Linked DNA regions of Mus musculus: region 1 is linked to region 2. Evidence: chromatin contacts called from public ChIA-PET data. All regions are on one chromosome and are shown on one strand. The core of a region is the stretch at or near the end of the contact, and the rest is flanking DNA. Distances in the headings are between cores, read along the strand shown.

Region 1 (3,361 bases), core at 65-2,564, 76 kb after region 2:
TTCCATGTCTTCATAAAGAACCTAAACCCTATCTTGTTTTATTAAATATATAATTTTTATGTTTCTTTAAACATAATGTGTGTGTGTATGTATGTATGTATGTATGTATGTATGTATGTATATTAGTGTCTGTATATATGCACTATAAGTAACCACAGAATCCTGTTCCCTCGGAGCTGGAATTGCAGGTGGTTGTAAGCCACTGACATGGGTGCTGGGAACAGAACTCAGATCTCCTGGGAAAGCCGCCAAATGCTCTTAACAACAGAGCCATCTCTCCAGCCCCTCCTTTGTTTTGTGTGAAGAACTTTGAATGGGCTCATTGAAGTGTTTTCTAGCACTCAAAGTAGGGAATGGGCAGGGGGAGCAGCGGACATTCGGGGAATTAAAGTTAAAGTGAATTGATAGCGGAGGATGGATGTCAGCCATAAGGAAAGTGGGCAGGAGGGATACAGGTCTGGATGAGGGTGGGAGGGCATTTAAAAGGATGACGTGGGGGTGGGGGGAATGAAGCTAAAAGGGCGGAAATTCTGGGCTAGGGATGACCCATTAGAATGAAAGAGCAAGAAGACAGGGAATAGCAGGAGCTTGGAAATGAAGTGATGGGTGTGGGTGTATGTGTGGGCAACAGGGATAAAGGACTGAAATGGACAACCTTGGGCAAACCCCAGGCCCTCCATGGGCCTCAGTATCCAGGTCTACAGGGTAAAGGACTGCACCCTAATGAAAAGAGGGGCTTCGGGAGCACCCTGGTTGTGTCTTGGGAGCTGAGGTGCAGGGCCAGGTTGGGGGTGGGATAGGTGGGATGGAGTAAGGTGGGGTGGGATGAGATGAGATAGAAAGATGCAGGGTAGAAGTCTCAGCTTTGGTCCCACAGGGGTGTGCACCGTGCAGAGGGGCCTTAGATGGCTGTCACTGGAGTTAGCAGGGCAGGTGGGTGTGGGCACCTGCTGGCAAGGGCAGGGTACCGTGCGAAGGGCTGAGGACAAGGGTTCCTGCATCTTACCGGAGATGGGCAGCGAGGTTCTGGGCACCGAGCGGGGGACGCGGCCGCACACCGGGGCGCTCAGCATCGCCAGCAGCAGCAGCAGCAGCGACGACGGCGGCGGGAAGAGAGAGACCGGAGGCGGCCGGGGGCCCGGGCGGGGCCGCTCGGCCCTGGCCAGCATCTCTGGCTCCGCCTGGTGCCGGGTGGGGCGCGTCGGGCAGCCTCTACTCAGTACCGCTACTGCGCGGGCCTCGGCCCCTCTCGGGTACCCTCGGCCGAGCTCGGCCTGCAGCGGTGAGATGAAACACAACCCGACTCCTCCCACTCACAAAGGAACCAATGGAGGACCGGTTTCTTCCTATAACCAATGAAAATTGAGTGGAGGAGGGACGAGGAAGAGAGGCCCTACCCAGGTGTAGGCGGAGCTAGGACAGGTGTAGGTGTGGGTTTCTTCCTCAGAAGGATGGAAACGTTCCTAGGTCTGGAGTCACCAGTGAATTTGTAGCAGTTGCTCCAAATCCCCAAATATCCATATCTGTGCTACTAAGAGCACCAGATTTTTCAGATTTTTATTTATTTTTTTTGTTCCTGTAAGATGGCTCAGTGAGTATAAGGGGCCAGCTGCTAAACTTGAAGTCTGAGTTGGATTTAACCACTGCCCCCACCCCGGGACCCAACAACATGGAAAGCAGAGAATCCACTTGCTCAGATGGTCCTCTGACTTCCACATGCACGCCATGGTACTAATGGCCTCCAACACACATACACACAATAAATAAATTAAAATGCAAATATACTTATGAATATATTAGTTACTTTTCTCATTGCTAAGGTCCAACTTAAGGAAGGGTTTATTTTGGTTCACAGTTGGAAGATATAGTCTGCCATGATGGAAAAGCAGGGTGGCAAAAAACTGAAAAGTCTGGTCACATTGCATCTGCAATAGGAAGAAGAGAGCTTAGCCCAGAGTATGGTGCCATCCATAGTCAGGGTGGGTCTTCCCACCTCAACAAAATCGAGAGACTCCCTCACAGTAGCTCGTCCAGTTTTGTCTCTGGGTGGTTCTAGACTCTATCAAGTAGACATTGTTAACGGTCCCACTTTGAATCATTGGGCTGGAGAGATAGTCCAGGGGTTAAGAGCACTGACTCCTCTTCCAGAGGTTCTGAGTTCAATTCCCAGCAACTACATGGTGGCTCACAATCATCTGTAATGGGATCTGATGCCCTTTTCTGGTGTGTCTGAAGAGAACAATAGTGAATACATTAAAAAAAAAAGTAAAATAAATAAAATAAAAGAACTAAGGAGACTGGGAAGTGTGCTGGCCAGAGTCAGGAATGACCACTGTGTATTTGAGAGGAGACTCCACAGAAATACACCCAATGCAGTAGACCTGGAGTGGTGCCTTGGCCCTGTTCTTCACGTAAAACTACCTCATTTCTAGGCAGCCTTTAAGGAGTCAAGTGCCCAGGTTTTCTACAGAAGCTGTGGTTTAGGGCAGGACTCTGACATGTGAAGTAACTTCCTCCTGTCTCAGAGGGAACTTGCGCTTACCAGGTGTTTCACTTATGATTCCGTATCATCTCCTTGCCATCCTGGGAGGGAGACCTGAAACAGAAGTTAACATCCCCAGTGGTGTGCTATTGGGAACTGTATTGGGATTTGCTGTCTCAGATGCAGGGTTGACAGACTTCCTACAAACAGGCAGTTTTTAGCTTTTTAAAACTCCTACCCACTTAGGTATGTCAACAAGCCCTTTACCAACCCTCACTTTCATATTGAGAAAGAGAATTTAGTGGTAATGACCAAAAAAAAGGGGGGGGGAATGAACAGTATAGGTTGTAGTATGAGCTTATGTATGCAATCTGTATGTTACCATATAGCACATTTAAATTTACCATCTTATTATATTTAACTTGATACAGTGTTGTGAATTATTTTAATAGCATACAATTATAAATGGATTTAACTATAACCTGCTTTGTTGATAAAGCTATGAAGAACTCCTACTTAAAGATTCCTGCTTAAACCATAATAAACATATATTATGGTGTAGCTAAGAGAGAACTTGGCGGCTTTGAGCGATAGCTCCGTGGTTAAGAGAACTTGCTCCTCTTCTAAAGTAGCTGAGTTTGGTTCCCAGCACCCATGTCAAAGCAACTCCTAACTGCCTGTAACTCCAGCACTAAGAGACTCAACACTGCCTTCCAGCCTCTGCCCCCACCTACACATGTCATTCACTCACACATACACAGAGAAAACTTTTTAAAGAGAAAGAGAGAGATCTTGGGTTTCAAATAATATGGATGTGAGTAAACATCTATCAACTTACTAAGGACTAACTAGATACTTCACAACAAAATTATGATAATT
Region 2 (3,358 bases), core at 213-2,712:
AGAAACAGGAAATGAGCTGGAGAGCTCAGTGGGATTAGCCTGGGAGAATCAGAGGGAAGGAATTGGGCAGTGGTGTGTCATCCTGGACTTTGAAAAGCAGAATCACATGACCAGATCTGTTCGATGAGCTAATGATTTCATCGTGTCTTTTAAAATCAAAGCTTGCCATTAATTATGGCTCCAGTCCTGTCTTCATCCTGTCATCACCCCCATCAAGATCCCCATTTTATGCTGCGGTGTAATGTGGTTTTGCTACTTAAATCCTTAGCCGGGAACAGCATCTACCTACCTACCTACAGGTGCACACACAAGTATAGACGTCTGGGAGAGGCAGGCCAGAGGTGGGAGCAGCGGGGACCTCAGAAACAGGCAGAATAAGCAAACAGGTCACAGCAGCCAGGGGAGAGACAGAGGAGGGAGCAGCTGGTCCGAGTGTCACATGTCCCTAGAGGTTAAATTGGATGAGGACTAAAAAAAGACCCAGGGATTGAGTGACGAGAAGGTCACCATGTAGGTGTCAGCTAAAGGAGCGCAGGCAGAAAGGGCAGACTCATAGTCCAGCAGTCTGCAAAGGGAAAGGGCAAGTGTGGGGTGAGCCAAAGGGGGAGGCGTTCACGGCACTCTCTCTCTGGTGGGCAGGTGGGGGGATTGTTGTTTGTGTATGTACAGAGTCTCCTGTAGCCCAGGCTGGCCTTGATCTGATCCTACCCTCCCGTGTATGTGTTGTGGATCCTGTAGCAGCAGCTGACCTTTAACTCCTAATCTTCCTGCCTCCGCCTCCCAAATGCTGGTTCGCGTTGCAGTGTATTATTTGTAGGGGTGGGTGGGGGTGGAGGCAGGGCCTGTGAACGTAGGTGGAAAGAGACGCTTCTGTCCAGGGAAAGCATTCAGGGACCTACGAACCTGGATACGGGCTTTAGCCTCCGATATGAGGAGAAAGCAAGAGTCTACATGCTGGGGTTTCCCTGGGTATGGCTAAGAGATGGGAGTGCGCAACCACGAATCTGAGAAATGGGTTTAATATCCTTCCCTCTGCTCCAAATATTGGAAAGGCCACTGACCCAGCCACAGAATCCTGACCCTTTATCCCCCTTTGTGCATCGGTGAGGCCTTCTCTTCTCAGGGATTTGATTTTCCTGCCTGAGGAGCCTGGTGGGGTGAGGCACGCTGGTGGGTAGGATGGCAGAGGAGGGCAAGCCAGGGCTTGGTAATGCAGACTTCCACATGCTGACTCCAGCTTCTCATAAGAGCTGGGCTCCCTCCCATTAATGGAACAGTTCCTGTCCCACCTGTTTTCTGATCACACTGCCAGGCGCGTTCCAAAGATGAACTCAAAGGGAGCACATATCCCAGAGGAGGCTGGAAGGAAAAAAAAAAATGTAGCACATGGGTTGGGAGAGGCCGGTGGCAGCCACAAGCACATAGGTCATGTTGCCTGTCCTCACTGTTACACAATCACAAGGACTGCAGTGAGTCACAGCAGCAGCAGACAGAGCTCCCCAGAACCTCTGCCTGCCCCAGGAGCCCAACACAGCCCTCTGCTGCCATGGCCTGGCACAGGCGGGCTGCCTGCCTGTAAACTCAAAGCTAACCACTTCCTCTGGAAGGGAATCCCGGCCCCCCAAAATACTTCTCTGAGACAGCAGCAGTATCAACAGTCTGCACAGCAGCGTCCGCGTGAGAGATGTGGACTCTCAGCAGCTGTGTGTGGGTTTTGAATGTTCTTTAACAAGCTCATAAATGCATATACTGAATTTTGGTCATTTTGGTCATTTTTACCCCCATTTCTATCCTTCTCCTTCCCACTCAACCCTTCCTACCTTCTAATGACTTCCCCTCCTACTTAAAAAGCAATTATATTTAGTTATTACTTTGTACGTGTGTGTGTGTGTGTGTGTGTTTGTGTGTGTGTGTGAGAGAGAGAGAAAGAGAGAGAGAGAGAATGTCAAGGTCAGAGGATAATTTACAGGAGCCAGTTCTCTCCATTATATAGGTCCTGGGGATTAAAGTCAGTTTACCAGGTTTTCTGGAAATTGCCTTTATCCACTGAGCCATTTCAACACCCCTAGCTTACCTTGGAGAGGGGTGTGTGTGTGCCCCACTATGTTTAAATAAAGTTGTTTATGTGAGCATGAGAGGAAGAAGAAAATCCCAGCATTTCAAAACTGGGAGATTTAGGCAAGGCACATTGGCGAATACCTTTAATTCCAGCAGAGGCAGGTCAGGGGGATCTTCATTAGTTCAAGGCCAGCATGAACTACCCAGCAAGTTCATGGCTAGTCAGGGTTACATAGTGGGACTCTGTCTCAATAGGAAAAAAAAAATGTGCTTCAAAGATGAGAGAATCTTTAGAGTTCTTGAACAGATAGGAAGCTGGCAAGGTGGCTTATGCCTGTAATTCCAGCACTTGGTGGGGAGGCTGAGGCAGTAGAACTGCCTGGGGTCTTGGCTTACATAGTAAGTTTCAGGGCAGCCAGGGGAATAGCAGGAGAATTTTTCTTAAAAAAAAAAAAGCCCAAACCAAAGAGGCAAAATCAAAACCAGGTAGGAAACCTCAAGCCCAGCATCCAGTGAGCAACAACTGAAGGCCACACAGTGAAACAGAAACAGAGTTGGGCCAAGCTGTCTTATTTCAGGCCGGAAGCCACTGGCTCCCACTCCACTGGAACCTCACAGCCCTAGCAGAGACTGGAGAACCTGGAAGCAGAAGAAGCCCTGGCCTTGGAGTGAGCCAAGGGATAAAAAGAGCTAACATCTATAATCTAAGCTCTAGAGGTTCCCCAGGGATGACTGAGAAGGAGCAGTTCCTACCCACCTCCACCTCCACCTCCCAGAAATTCCACAGGAGGCATCGATGCAGCTGACAAACCCTGGCCCTTCATGTCCATGGGGGCAGTTCTTCTTAGGACCACATTCTTCCTTCCTGAGGAACCCCAAAGGGTTTTCTCACACTCTCCAAATTCCACTTAGAAGTCGCCTAGCTGAGCCAGGTGTGGTAGCTCTCGCTTTTAGTCCTGAACTAGGTGTAGTAGCTCTCAGGAGGCAGAGGCAGGTGGAATTCTCCTACCTGGAACATTTATAGGGATTGTATATGGGACCAGGTCAGATCCCAAGTCTGTCTGCTCAGATGTGCTTTTCTCATAGACACTCTGGCTCCGTGACACGGGACATGTTATCCAAGTTATCTGAGTCTCCATCACCTTGCACATATGATAAGATAAAAACTATAGGTTGTTGTGAAATCACTCAGATAATCTGTGAAAAGTGCTGAGCGCAGTTGGTGCTTGGTGTAAGATCCTTTCTGGGCCTCTGCCTGATGAGTGCTGACATTCCTGTATGAGAACACTGGAAGGGCCAC

The links. ChIA-PET counts read pairs in DNA pulled down with a chosen protein or histone mark.
Region 1: an RNA polymerase II ChIA-PET map of memory CD8 T cells shows a contact between it and region 2, with 30 read pairs. The contact joins the promoter of Sema4f here to the enhancer-like site in region 2. A contact is called at or near these places in 16 of 39 promoter capture datasets (the 3T3-L1 cell line, 3T3-L1-derived adipocytes, the SN4741 cell line and 12 more), 2 of 15 datasets of contacts at CTCF or cohesin (CD8 T cells and the NIH/3T3 cell line), 3 of 115 datasets of contacts at active chromatin or transcription factors (CD8 T cells, memory CD8 T cells and pancreatic cancer cells) and 1 of 9 other capture datasets (adipose tissue).

What each region holds. Positions count from the first base shown.
Region 1 is chr6:82,938,455-82,941,815 of GRCm38.p6, forward strand. It overlaps Sema4f (sema domain, immunoglobulin domain (Ig), TM domain, and short cytoplasmic domain), which reads right to left and starts at 1,315. Exons shown (of 14, transcript NM_011350.4): 1 at 1,007-1,315. The coding sequence starts at 1,169.
Region 2 is chr6:82,862,184-82,865,541 of GRCm38.p6, forward strand. No RefSeq gene overlaps it. Among named protein-coding and RNA genes, the nearest start is that of 2310069B03Rik, 18 kb to the right of the region's middle. Within about 2 kb of position 1,463, at least 159 of the 459 cell types and tissues checked have an H3K27ac peak or open chromatin away from gene starts, as enhancers often do. A contact at or near this core is called in 3T3-L1-derived adipocytes, CD8 T cells, the NIH/3T3 cell line and 7 more, where this site is marked.